Regions from separate parts of the Zea mays genome. Here all the other regions are linked to region 3. The links are chromatin contacts, called in public Hi-C maps. All regions are on one chromosome and are shown on one strand. The core of a region is the stretch at or near the end of the contact, and the rest is flanking DNA. Distances in the headings are between cores, read along the strand shown. Region 1 holds the start of LOC100382517 (putative DUF593 domain containing family protein). Region 2 holds the start of LOC100280725 (nucleotide binding protein). Region 3 holds the start of LOC100192855 (60S ribosomal protein L21-like).

Evidence for each region. A called contact is a pair of places that touch in the nucleus more often than the background predicts.
Region 1: a Hi-C map of endosperm shows a contact between it and region 3, with 2.5 times the contacts expected there. The contact joins the promoter of LOC100382517 here to the promoter of LOC100192855 in region 3. A contact is called at or near these places in 3 of 25 Hi-C or Micro-C datasets (bundle sheath, endosperm and tassel).
Region 2: a Hi-C map of leaf shows a contact between it and region 3, with 5 times the contacts expected there. The contact joins the promoter of LOC100280725 here to the promoter of LOC100192855 in region 3. A contact is called at or near these places in 10 of 25 Hi-C or Micro-C datasets (bundle sheath, ear, endosperm and 2 more).

The regions. Positions count from the first base shown.
Region 1 is chr5:32,310,692-32,314,563 of Zm-B73-REFERENCE-NAM-5.0, forward strand. It overlaps LOC100382517 (putative DUF593 domain containing family protein), which reads left to right and starts at 2,385. Exons shown (of 1, transcript NM_001175254.1): 1 at 2,385-3,872. The coding sequence starts at 2,531.
Region 2 is chr5:32,270,329-32,274,635 of Zm-B73-REFERENCE-NAM-5.0, forward strand. LOC100280725 (nucleotide binding protein) reads left to right here and starts at 1,302. Exons shown (of 8, transcript NM_001153645.1): 1 at 1,302-1,852; 2 at 3,384-3,596; 3 at 3,684-3,884; 4 at 4,087-4,194; 5 at 4,287-4,307. The coding sequence starts at 1,385.
Region 3 is chr5:32,087,284-32,091,524 of Zm-B73-REFERENCE-NAM-5.0, forward strand. It overlaps LOC100192855 (60S ribosomal protein L21-like), which reads left to right and starts at 2,528. Exons shown (of 2, transcript NM_001374340.1): 1 at 2,528-2,825; 2 at 3,605-4,057. The coding sequence starts at 2,589. The coding sequence ends at 3,862.

The DNA of each region.
Region 1 (3,872 bases), core at 1,135-3,634, 220 kb after region 3:
AGATTTTTTGTTTATGTCGCTGATTTGTCCGTCTAGATTTATTTCTTATCCAGATTTTTTGTTTTTGTGACTAATTTATTTATCCGTCCATATTTTTTTCGTTTATTAAGCTTAAGGAAACGTACTTAAATTGGTTAGCGGCCACCGGTTTAGCTATGGTGCATCGTGGTTTTTTTCGTTTATGCCGCTGATTTGTCCGTCCAAATTATTTCTCATCTTGATTTGTTTTTGCTTTTGCGACTGATTTGTTTATTACATTTTGTTTAATAGTACTGAATAATCCGTCTGGCCCTTGGTGCATTGTAAACCCCACATGCTTAAGCTTGATTCCGTCCTCTCGCTAATTACAAGTGATTTTAAACATTAAATAATATACTAAAAACTGAAGTACACCATTTAAAATATTAAAAATATTTATATCATAAACAAATGATTGTGTTAATCTTACATTAGTAGTGATGTACAATGATAAATTTTAATTAATATTAAAAAGTATAATTTCGAATACATTAGATTATTGGAGTTTTAGAGTCCAAAATATAAATATACTTAATAAACAAAAAGATTATAATTAGAGTCCAAAATATAAATATACAAGGTATAAATAAACAGTGACTTGATGATTTTATAAAGTACTTTGTACTTCCATAGGGTGGGTTACTTATGTGCATGGTACTTGCGTCACGCAGTTTGAATAAACAAAAACAAAAAATATCTAGATGAATAAATAAATCGGTCACAAAAACAAAAAAAAACTAGATGAAAAATAAATCTGGGCGGACAAATCAGCGACATAAACGAAAAATTATAGACAACAAAAAAACAAATTAGTGATAAAAAAATACGTCCACGATGGAGCTTGAACCCACAACCTTAAAGTTAAAAGTCTTGCACTCTACCGACTGAGCTAGACATACTTTGTTGTTACATATCCGAGCCCGGCGCCATAGATCTTGGCGCCGAGCTCGGTACCACGTTGGCGCCACGTCGTTCAGGTTGGGCCAGCGTAGCACGCACCTCGGCGCCATAGCCTATGGCGTCGAGCTGTGTTACCTCGGCGCCATTGGCTATGGCGCCGAGCAAAGGGTCCAAAAATGACATTAAAATTTTCTAAGGTCCAAACGTGAATTTTTTTCCGAGTAAGGGCTAAAATATAAAAAATTCGGTCTCCCTATGGTGCTGGCACCATCGCCTGCGATGGCCAAAGTACTTGCCCGATTGACACGATTAACTCTTGATTCGCTGATATTAATTTTGTCATTGATTCGCTAATATTAATTTTTTCATGCTAGTTATGCTCAGACTAGCTGTAGCGTGCTGCGTGCAACCCTTCCATAGCACTATTGTGCTTGTGGCGGCTATAATACTACAACAAACGACGCGACGCTCACCCCCTAAACGTGCTACAATGTGAGGGGGTGCAACAATGAACCGCCAAATATAGGGTAGCGGCCCCTTGCGTGAATTTACGTGCACGTCAATGTTTGTTAGTTAGAGAAAATAGATAAATGATGATGAATATATATGAAAAATAATATTTTATGATTGTAGTGGGGAATATGGGGAGAATCGAGGGGAAATCGCTGCGGAAAGGAGAAAAGTAGGGGGTATAATCTAGGTGACGTGACATAAAAGTAGGATATGAGAGAAATTTAGAGGAAACCGTTGCAGACAATCTTAACGATTGCTATAGCGTTGAAGGTTTGAGATACCGATACATAGTAGTATAGAGTTGTTTCTACTACCACTGAGCCCAGGACGAAGGTGGGCATATGTAGAGAGTGCGGGCGACATCTGTCTATAGCACCACACGTGAACATGAGACAAAGAGACACAATGAGAAGAGGAGAATACATACAAAAGGGCAATTATGACCATATTTGGAAGCAACATAGTTTCTAAGAATTTAGTTTTTAGAAACTGGTTAATAGTGTTTGGAACCACCTCAGTTTTCATAAACTGGCTTTAGGCCCTATTTAAAAGCGCACAATTTTTTAAAAAATGGTTTATAGAACATATCAGTTTATAACTCAGTTTATAAAAATTAGACTATCAGTTTCTTAAAAACTAAGAAGCTTGTCTCTTCTAGATAAAAACTTGTTTCTTAAAAACTTGGTTGCTTACAAACATATTCTTAGCTAGGCGAGACTAGTTTCTTGATTTTTAAGTAACTAAGAATCCAATTTATATAAATCAGGGCATAAACTAGTATGTTTAGAACATTTCAGTTTTTATAAACCAGTTTCTCAAAAAACGGGTGCTTCCAAATAGATCATATCTCTACTTAGACATTAAATACAAGAAAATTATAATAAAATATTCCGAAACAAATATTTCGAACGTGCTAAAGTTGCGGAGCGCAAACCATGCAATTGTGCGGCCACCGACTGTCCTCTCTCAATTCACGAGGAAAAAAAAGAATAATCTCTCCACTTTCCTTCAGGATCCAGCCCGCACCACCGCACGTCTCCTCCTCTCTCAACACCGGCCACCGTAACAGGAATAATCCAGCTCGTGATTGAAGAATCCGATGACGACGCCATGCCTGGGCGCCGCGGCCTTAAGCGCCAGCTGGACGGCGCCCTCCCTGACGGGGGCGTTTCTCGATCTGACGCTCGCCTGGGCCTGCCTCTGCCTCGCCGCGCTCGCCGCCGTCGCCGCGCGCCTCCTCGCGCTCCTCGGCCTCCCGCTCCCCTGCACCTGCGCGCGCCCGCACCTGCCCTGCCTCCTCGCCTTCCTGGCGCGCTACCCTCCCCGCGCCGTCGGATCCCTTCACGCCGCCCTCCGCGCCCGCTTCCCCTTCGCCGGCCCCACCGACGACGAGGCACGCCTTCAGAAAGGGGTGGAGGAAGAGGGGGAGGAGGAGGCCATCGACGCGCCGAAGGAGGAAGGGGATTTTCGTCGCCGCGTGGAGGCGCGCGCCGAGCTGCAGATGGAGCTCGAGAAAGAGCGCAGCGCCGCAGCGTCGGCGGCCGAGGAGGCCATGTCCATGATCCTGCGCCTGCAGAAGGAGAAGTCGGCGCTTGAGATTGAGGCGCGACAGCAGCGCCGAACCGCTGACGAGCGCTGCGCCTTCTACGAGGACGAGGTCGAGGAGCTCCGGGACATCGTGCTCGTGCGGGAGCGTGAGGTGCGCGCGCTGCGCAAGGAGGTTGACGCCTACCGACGCCTGCTCGGTTTTAGCGCTACCGAGGAGGACGAGGAGGAGGATGACGAGCAGGAGATGGTCACGCCGCATAGTTTCCCCATGTACGAAGGAGAGCCCAGCTCGTCCAAATCGGTCGATGCGAATCGGATGCAACATTTTGGGAATGATTCTGGGTTCAGCTTCAAGACGCCATCACCGCGTGAACAACCAACGGTGCCGCCTCTTACTGCAGGGCAAATCAATGTGGGAAGCGATGATTGTGTTGCTGTTCAGACGCCGGCCAAAGTTCCCGTGGTTCAATCAAGACTGGAGCTAGATAGCTCTGAGGATGAGGACGAGGATGAGGATGATGGAGCAGAGACGGTGGAAATCCTCCCCCTATCCGCCCGGAGCCAAGATTTGGATCAAGGTAGCCATTTCCATGCTGATACTGCACAAGGTATGGAATCGACTTGTACCAAGGAACAGACAGCTCATGCATTTCAGGAAATCGAGTGTCCAGGTATAGACAAGATTGTTAATGACCAGATAGGAAGCAAGAATGATGCCAATGTGTATGATGTGCATGTGGTCGATGACATACGCTTCTCAACAGAAGTCAAGGGCCTGATTGGCCGAAGCTTCTCAGAGGCAACAATGCAAGCAGAGAGATTACAGTCTCGAGCTGTTGCAGATGATCTCCTTGAGAAAAGCCTGAATGCCATCAAAGGTGCACAGGACAAGA
Region 2 (4,307 bases), core at 52-2,551, 180 kb after region 3:
CAAACTTAATATTTGTATTAAGTTACCAGAGCTATGCAATGACTACCTTGTTTACAAATCATTTTGTTAGAAAGAAAAAGTGTATAATCAGCTCTATATAAAGTTCGTAAGTTCAATTCATTATCTAATGTTCATAACAAAAATAAAATTACATCACATACTCTAATTCAAAGCTACAAAAAATATCTAACTAACATTATCTCTAGCTTTGTGTTCTTTATCAAGTACATGAAAGTGTCGAATGAAGTATGATTTTAATAAATATATGAGCCTTTTCGTGCCTCTATATGGGCCATTTCATGCCTATCTTAAACGGGTCGTGCTCGTGCCCGTCCATGGGCCGCGACCTTGGCCCAAACCCGGCCCGATATTTCGTGCCGTGCCAGCCCGACACTAAAATATTTCTTGTCGTGCCGTGCTTGTGCCGTGTTTTTTTCCCGTGCTTCGGGCCGGCCCATCAGGCCCGGCCCAAATATACACCTATAGCGCCGAGTCAAGGGTTCATTTTTTAAAATGAAACTATAAATGATGTATTCATAAAAGTAAAACCCTAAAAGAGCTCAAATGCAAAAAAAGGTCACAAGTCAAAGCATCTCTCCCTTTGTACGAGCAATGCTGCAATGGCAAGGGGAAACCTTTGTACGGGCACTAAGAGGCTGTTTGGGAGGGCTCCCGAGCAGCTCCAGCTCTGGCTCCTTGCCGGAGCCCTCCCAAACAAGGTGCCAAAAACAGCTCCGCCTCAGGAGCAGGAGCCAATTCGGGGACAGAAGCCAGAGCACAGAAAACTGGCTCCAAGCTGCTCCGCGACGTATTCTCTAGCCTGACGCTCGTCAGACGGCAAGGACGGAAAGCACACACGCGAGAGCACGCTGGCGGGGAGCAGCAATCATCTATCTGGTTGCTAACCTCTCTGCTTCTCGCTGTTCTCATGCGGCGGCATGCATGGAGGTCGAGGTGGGCTCATTCTCGTGTAGTTCCTCGGTGACTTCGCTAGCTGCTTCACTCATCTCCTCGCCTAGTCCTCGCAACCCCCTTCCTCATCTCGCTTTGCTCGTTTCCCAACTATTTGATTTCTCGTTCGATTCACACAGCACGCCTGCAAGGTATTTGTGCAAATGTCTAACACACTCATAAATAGAATGTATTGAAAGAGCCATTTTGCCAAATGTTTTGCAAACAAAACAGTGGCTCCTGAGAGAGAGCTGCTCTTACACATGAGTCAGAGTTGAAGCTATACCAAACAGACCCTCAAAGCGACTCGCCCGACCGGTTTCGGAAGGCACAAACCCGCATCTCTCCTGATTTGGCATAACCTCGCGCAACTATCACAGCACAGGCAACCCTGAGGCCCAGACCTGATCTCGCCGGCGGCGAGCTTGTGTCCATGGCTGACGGGGCCGAGATGGACGAAGAGGCTATGCGGGCCTTCTTCCCGCTCTCCTTCGGAAAGGCGGCTCCGCGGCCCAGCTCTGCTACCTCCTCCGCCCACTCCAACACCCTTCGCAAGCCTCAAAACCCTAGTAACCCCAAGCCTTCCGCCTCTACCGCCGCGGACGACGATGGGGCCGCTATGATTGGTCCTCCTCGCCCGCCGCCGGCGCCCGCGGGGGAGGAAGACGATGAGGACGGCGGCGGTATCATGATCGGGCCGCCTCGGCCACCGCCGCCCTCCGCTCGCGGCGAGGGGGACGACGGCGACGGCATGATTGGGCCGCCTAGGCCGCCGCCAGCGGATGATGAAGACGTCGATGATGATGAGGACGACGACGAGGAGGAGATGGAGGATGATGGGGAGGGTGGATTCAATCGGATCCCTCTTAGCAACGAAATTGTTCTGCGGGGGCACAATAAGGTACGAGCGACGAGCTCCAGTTCTCCTCCTTCATTTGATTTTGTTATACTGATGTGTCCTTCTATCTAGCTTGGCTCGATTCCTTTAGGCACCATTTGGACGAGCTGTTCTTTTTCTGAGCCAAATTAGCTGGATAAAGTTGGTTCATCAGGGAAAAAAGTACCAAAGTTCGCATGCTGTTAGCTGATCACGGTTTTATTTTTAGTATTAGGATACACCCCAGAGGAGGTAGATGGATTACAGGTAGTGTTGGTTGTTAAAACTGGTTTGAAACATATAATGAAATTGCAAATGAATATCAGCTTTTGTTTTATTTTGAATTAGATCTTGGATGCTGTTTGGTTCAGTCTTTTTGGCCTGTAACCAGTGGCGGAGCCAACCACGAATCCAAGCCCGGGCACACACACACAGAGTGAAGAAGGGAGAGGAGAGCATCTCACCGAGCAGCGAGCGGTCGGGCCTGGGCATGGACAGGCCTCACTGCCTCAGGCAGCCGTCGGCAGGGTGTGGCCAGTGCCTGGTGGCTGGGCGGTGGGCGCAGAGGCTAGATGGTGGGTGGCTGCTGGCTCACGGGGTGGCGGCGGGTGCGTCTGGCGGTGAGGAGGTGAAGGTGAGGCGTGGTCGTGTCGTGTGGAGGTGGAGGCGAGGCGAGATGTGCGGCAGCGGAGGTGAGGAGATGGAGGCACCCCCCTGAAGGTGGAGGCGATTAGTCGAGGATGAGGCAGAGCCCAGGACGCGTAGGCAGAGAGCTAGGATTCGGTCATCAGGTTATTTGGGCTGGGCCACCAAAGCCCGGGCAGGCCGAGCCTCAGCTCTGCCACTGCCCGTAACCAGTTAGCAAAGCTAATGGTTGTCATTGTTTTTTGTTTGGTTGCTCTGGCCTGTAACCAGAGAGCTGTTGCAGTGGTGAGAGCCCTCTCACTGAGTCATCAGATCACAGGATCGAAGCAGCTTCTTCACATTTGCGGGGGAAAGGCTTGCCTTGGTTTATCCCTTTCTCGGACCCCACTCATGTGGGAGCCTTCGGCACTGGGTATGCCCTGTAACTGATCACGACGTTATCAGATGGCAGCCTGTACAATCCTGTTACCCCTCTTCTGTGGTTGTTATCCGACTCCGACCCCATAGCATCTCACACGAGTAAGCGATAGACCACCACCCGCCAGCCCCCACTGCAAGGCATTAAAAATTTGAACCCATCAAATCCCACTTTGCCTTCCCACGCAACGGATACCACAATAACTTGATTGCGTCTATGTTGCCACTCCCACCGATGGAACCATACATAACCTTAGAATTAGTGCGATTGATGGTAAAGCTGGTTTTTGAACATTCAATGCTCATTAAAAGTTCAGCAAGATGTCAATTGTGACGCTCTAATTGAAATTTATAGCTCACACATGCTAGTCAATACTATAGTTTGAGAAACAGATTTCATGATATTGCTAACTTGCTAGACATTCAAATCGTGTAGCTACAGTTTTTTTACATGCATTTTACTGGTTTATAATAATAATACTATGACTGCCAGGTTGTCTCTGCCCTTGCTGTTGACCATACAGGATCCAGAGTGCTCTCTGGTAGCTATGATTATACAGTGCGTATGTACGACTTCCAGGGTATGAATTCAAAGCTTCAGTCATTCAGACAATTGGAACCATTTGAGGGCCATCAAGTTCGTAGCCTAAGTTGGAGTCCAACGTCTGATCGATTCTTATGTGTTACTGGTTCAGCTCAGGCCAAGGTATTCTGCTCTTGTAACCTTCCATTTTTCCCAATACTTCACTAGTAGAGCTGAAAACTTCTTGTTGACAAGTATGCTTTAAATCAGATTTACGACAGGGATGGACTTACACTAGGCGAGTTTGTTAAGGGTGATATGTATATTCGTGATCTGAAGAATACAAAAGGTCACATCTCTGGGCTTACAGGTGGTGAGTGGAATCCAAAGTCAAAAGAAACCATTTTGACATCATCTGAAGATGGCTCCATGCGTCTCTGGGATGTGTCTGATTTTACAAGTCAGAAGCAGGTATTTTGATATACTATTTCTATTTGCCAGACATTAACAATTGTTTTTCTAAAATTATATCAGGAGACCCTTGGAAGACGCTGTTACTGGTCCATTTTAGTACCTCGAAATTCCTTATTTGCTATTTCAAATAATCAAATTTTTTAATCATTTGAACTGTGGCTGTTTGAATACTTGAATCTGTTAATTACTTTATGAATAGGTCATCAAACCTAAGCTGGTACGACCAATGCGGATTCCTGTTACATCATGTGCATGGGACCATGAAGGGAAACGAATTGTGGGTGGCATAGGGGATGGTTCTATACAGGTATATACTTTATGTAGAATTCATCGATACTTTATTTTCAGTCAAATTGTTTCTTGTAATGTTCTCTGACCTGCATACTGTATCCCTCATAGGTCTGGACCATAAAAGCTGGA
Region 3 (4,241 bases), core at 1,278-3,777:
TTGTGGGCGGCGGCGAGTTCGTAAACGGCGGCGGCTTGAATTGGAATGAGCCGAGAAGACAAGAAACGCGCAGAGAGAAGGCTGTTTGCGGATTTTTCCTAGCTCGGCGCCAAGATCTGTGGCGCCGAGCTAGGTGCCACGCGGGACTGCCACGTCACGAAGGTCGGCGCCACAGGCTGTGGCGCCGAGCTGTGTTACCTCGGCGCCACAGGCTGTGACGCCGAGCAAAGGGTCCAAAACTGCATTTAAAATTTTTTTAGGTCTAAACGTGATTTTACTTCTGTTTAAGGGCTAAAATACAAAAAATTCGGACGGATAGATACCATACACGTCAACAAATCGGAGGCTGCTATGGTCTCATTTGAAGACATCCATGCCATGCTTGATGGCGACAAAAATAAACCAGATTGAAAAGGGCATTCTCGAGGCCGTCTACTTTATTCAACACAAAACCAGTTTTGGAAGCACAAATTGAAGTGGCACTTTTCTTTTATTAAAGATTAAAGAAGAGGAGGAGGACAGCACAGCACAGCAAAGGTCAATTTCTGGAGCTGAACTGCAGATGCTCTACATCAGCGTCTACGCACTATAAGATGAACGTGTGGACCACTGTAGATTAATAGACATTAAGGGCTCGTTTGGGCTCGTTTGGGAGAGGGCTCCGGCTCATCTGAAAACGGCTCCGGGCTCTGACTCTGACTCCAAAGGAACAACAACAACAATGACCATCAAAAATAAAATGCAGAAAGGCTATACTTCTGGTAAGATCAACAATGTGGTGGTAGAAATCGCTTAGAATGATAGCCATGTCATACTCGTATGTTTCTAATTAATTTAACACATTTCCTATTATTTCATCACGACACAATTTACAAGCAGATATGGAGTGTTGATTTAGGATCTCTATGAGAAGAAAGATGCTTATCAACTTAGCATGACATGAATGGACATCCTGATTAGGTTTCACTTAAATAAAATTGACCTAGATTTTAAATGGTAACATTTAATTTTGTGAGTTACTCGCAATCGCCAAAGCACTCTGTCGTATTCATTTTATGTTACATTTTCTTGAGTTGTGGTGAAGAGTAGGGATGACAACCCTATGGGTGCAGGTACGAGGGCACCAGCATCCATCCCAAAGTTTCATGAGTGCATGATATCTATTTCAATCCGCAGATGACCCACATCCGACCTGAAATTTGGTTCATTCTTTATTTTGAACAAAAAAATGATTAAGATACAATAGTAATTGTTTTTGAATAAGTAACTTGGCTAATGATTTATGAAATGTTTTGATGCTCAACGTGAGAAGACTTAAAATCTGTAGATATAACCTGATTATTGCTGGTAGCTACTTGCTTCTAGCCGAATTATTGTTTATAAGTGTACAATGAGTAAAACCCGTGAGTGATCGAGAGCGAGTTTAGATAAACTTCACAATCATTTATGGGCAAGTTTTTTTTCCATCCGATCCGAACCCCAACATGTGAAGAGGCGATACTAAGTTATCGATTTTGACTGTGTCCGCCACTCAACCCTTACAAAGGTAATCGACTATCAGGGGTGATTCTAGTAGGGGGCAGAGGGGGTAATGTCCCCCTTATCCTCCCCAAATTATATAGAAGCTACTAATTTTCTTAGCTAATCGCTAGGTAAATAATGTAAAATATCTTATAACATCCCCTCACAATCTGATTTGTCCCCTCAATCTCAAATCATGACTTCGCCCCTGTTGACTAGTATTTTGTTCCAGACTTCCTGTTACAATCTACTATTAGATGAACTTTTTCTTCGTGAAAAAAGTTGTCACACCTAGCAATCGAAATCAGTAGGGATGGGCACTTTTTCTTACCGAAACCGAAACGAACTGAAATTTCGGTTTTTTTTCAGTAGCTTGGTTTGGTTTCGATTTTTGTATCTAAGAAGTTCAGTGTTCGGTATCGTAATCAGTTTTCACCGTATACCGAACCGAAAAAATAAATACCGAACTTCATCAATTCTAAAATTTGACTATTTGATTATGTAAACCAGATGTGTGATGCACTTAAATTATTATTCACTTTTTTATCTGTGATGTATGAGGAATATTTGTACATATATAATTTTTACTTTTAAAAATTGTGTATAATCTATCATGTAAAATTGTTGTATGGGTTGTCTTGAGTATCAGTTTGATGTTCAGTTTTTACAAAAAACCGAAGTAAAAAACCAAAACCGAACTTTTCGGTTTTTCATTTTCTAGAAACCGATCTGTTCCTAATATTTAGAAATCCGAAGTTTTTAAAACCGAAAAACAGAACTGAAGTTTGAAAAAAAACCGAATGTCGAGCCCTATAATTCATGAATTAGGATTCAGGGCATATTCATCTTTGGCTAGACAGAAGTGGAATATAGAAGAGATGTAAATGGGCTTGTTTTATGGCTGCACCCCACTCAAACGAGTTCAGCCCAACACCAGCACCCCGTCAAGCCCCAATCCCACGCCACCTATAATAAAGCCGTCAGCACACTGAAACCCCTGCAAACCCTAGTGCTTCCCCCCGATCCATTTCAGCCGCCGCCGCGCGTAGCAAGCAGGAGCAGCAAGGATGCCGGCTGGCCACGGGCTGCGCTCGCGGACGCGCGACCTGTTCGCGCGCCCCTTCCGCAAGAAGGGCTACATCCCGCTCACCACCTACCTCCGCACCTACAAGATCGGCGACTACGTCGACGTCAAGGTGAACGGCGCCGTCCACAAGGGGATGCCGCACAAGTTCTACCACGGCCGCACCGGTCGCGTCTGGAACGTCACCAAGCGCGCCATCGGCGTCGAGATAAACAAGCAGGTATACCACACGGATCCCTTTTCGCTAGCTCGCTGATAGGTTGCTGGGCGCAGGCAGTTGAAATCGTTTGTGCACGGCGCTTACGTTTAGTGCGCGGACGTATCTTCTGTTCGTGCCATTCTAGGAATTCGAATGTTTAGAGTGACGACAATTTGCTGGTGTGTTGTTTGATTTGGATCTCTGTAGAATTTGTGGAAGCCCAGGGCGCGATTAGTTTTGTAGCGGCAGGAATGGGCAATCATAACCATTTCTTTGTATGATCTGGTAGTGATAGATGCTGTAATTAGGTTGATTCTAGTTTCATGTATGATTGGGTTCTTGGTACTGCACCGGTGTAATACAATTCTAGTTTAACTAAAGGGAAATTTGGATTCATACCATTAAAAGATCACCACTTTGGATTCATACCATTACTATCTCACTTACATGTGGGTCCACATGAGTCAATGACATGTGGGGTCCATGGTATATATCTAAAGTTTGGATCTTTTAATGGTATAGATCCAATTGTTCCTTAACTAAATGTTCGAGGTTTCAATGGGCCTAACTGTAAGCAATTTTATTTTTTATTGCTTGACCCAGAAGTGCAAACATTTCTGAACAACCAAAATCTACAGTACTTGGATGCTTTATGCAATTAAATCTGCAATCTGTGCAGGATGGGATTGTTAAGCTCAGTTATGCTGGACATATTATGCTCTGTGTAGTGGTGATATCAATGATAATGGCTTAATCTATGTGTAAGTTCTTTAGATTCTGATAACTTGTTATCTTTTCAGGTGAATGGTCGCATCATCAGGAAGCGTATCCATGTCCGCGTGGAGCATGTGCAGCCATCCCGCTGCACAGAAGAGTTCCGCCTGAGGAAGGTGAAGAATGACCAGCTGAAGGCGGATGCAAAGGAGCGCGGCGAGGTCATCAGCACCAAGAGGCAGCCGTTGGGCCCCAAGCCTGTCTTCATGGTTGAGGGGACTACCATCGAGACCGTCACTCCCATCCCGTACGATGTGGTCAATGATCTTAAGGGAGGATACTAGGTTGTTTGTTTGGTCTTTCTACCTGTTCTACATCTGTGTTACTCTAGTGCGTACAATTTTGCTCACACTGAGCAGTAGTATGAACCTATTGTGTGTTCATGTTGAAATTTTTCCCGTTCTGTGCAAACCTGAGTTTAGAAGAACGCTATGCCTTGATCTTTGCTTCTGAGAACAAAGATTTGCCTTTTTCAACCTCATACGGTGCTTATGTATTTATGTTGTTTGAACCGTGAAGTGGAAATTGGGAAAGTATGTCACACTAGTACCAACCGTCTTTAGCCAACGTATTTTAATTGGTCCATGTCGTTTTGAACTGGTTGAAGTTAAGCTTTTTTGAAAAGAATTAAAAAAAAGAGGTCTCATGCTCATTTCAACTGCT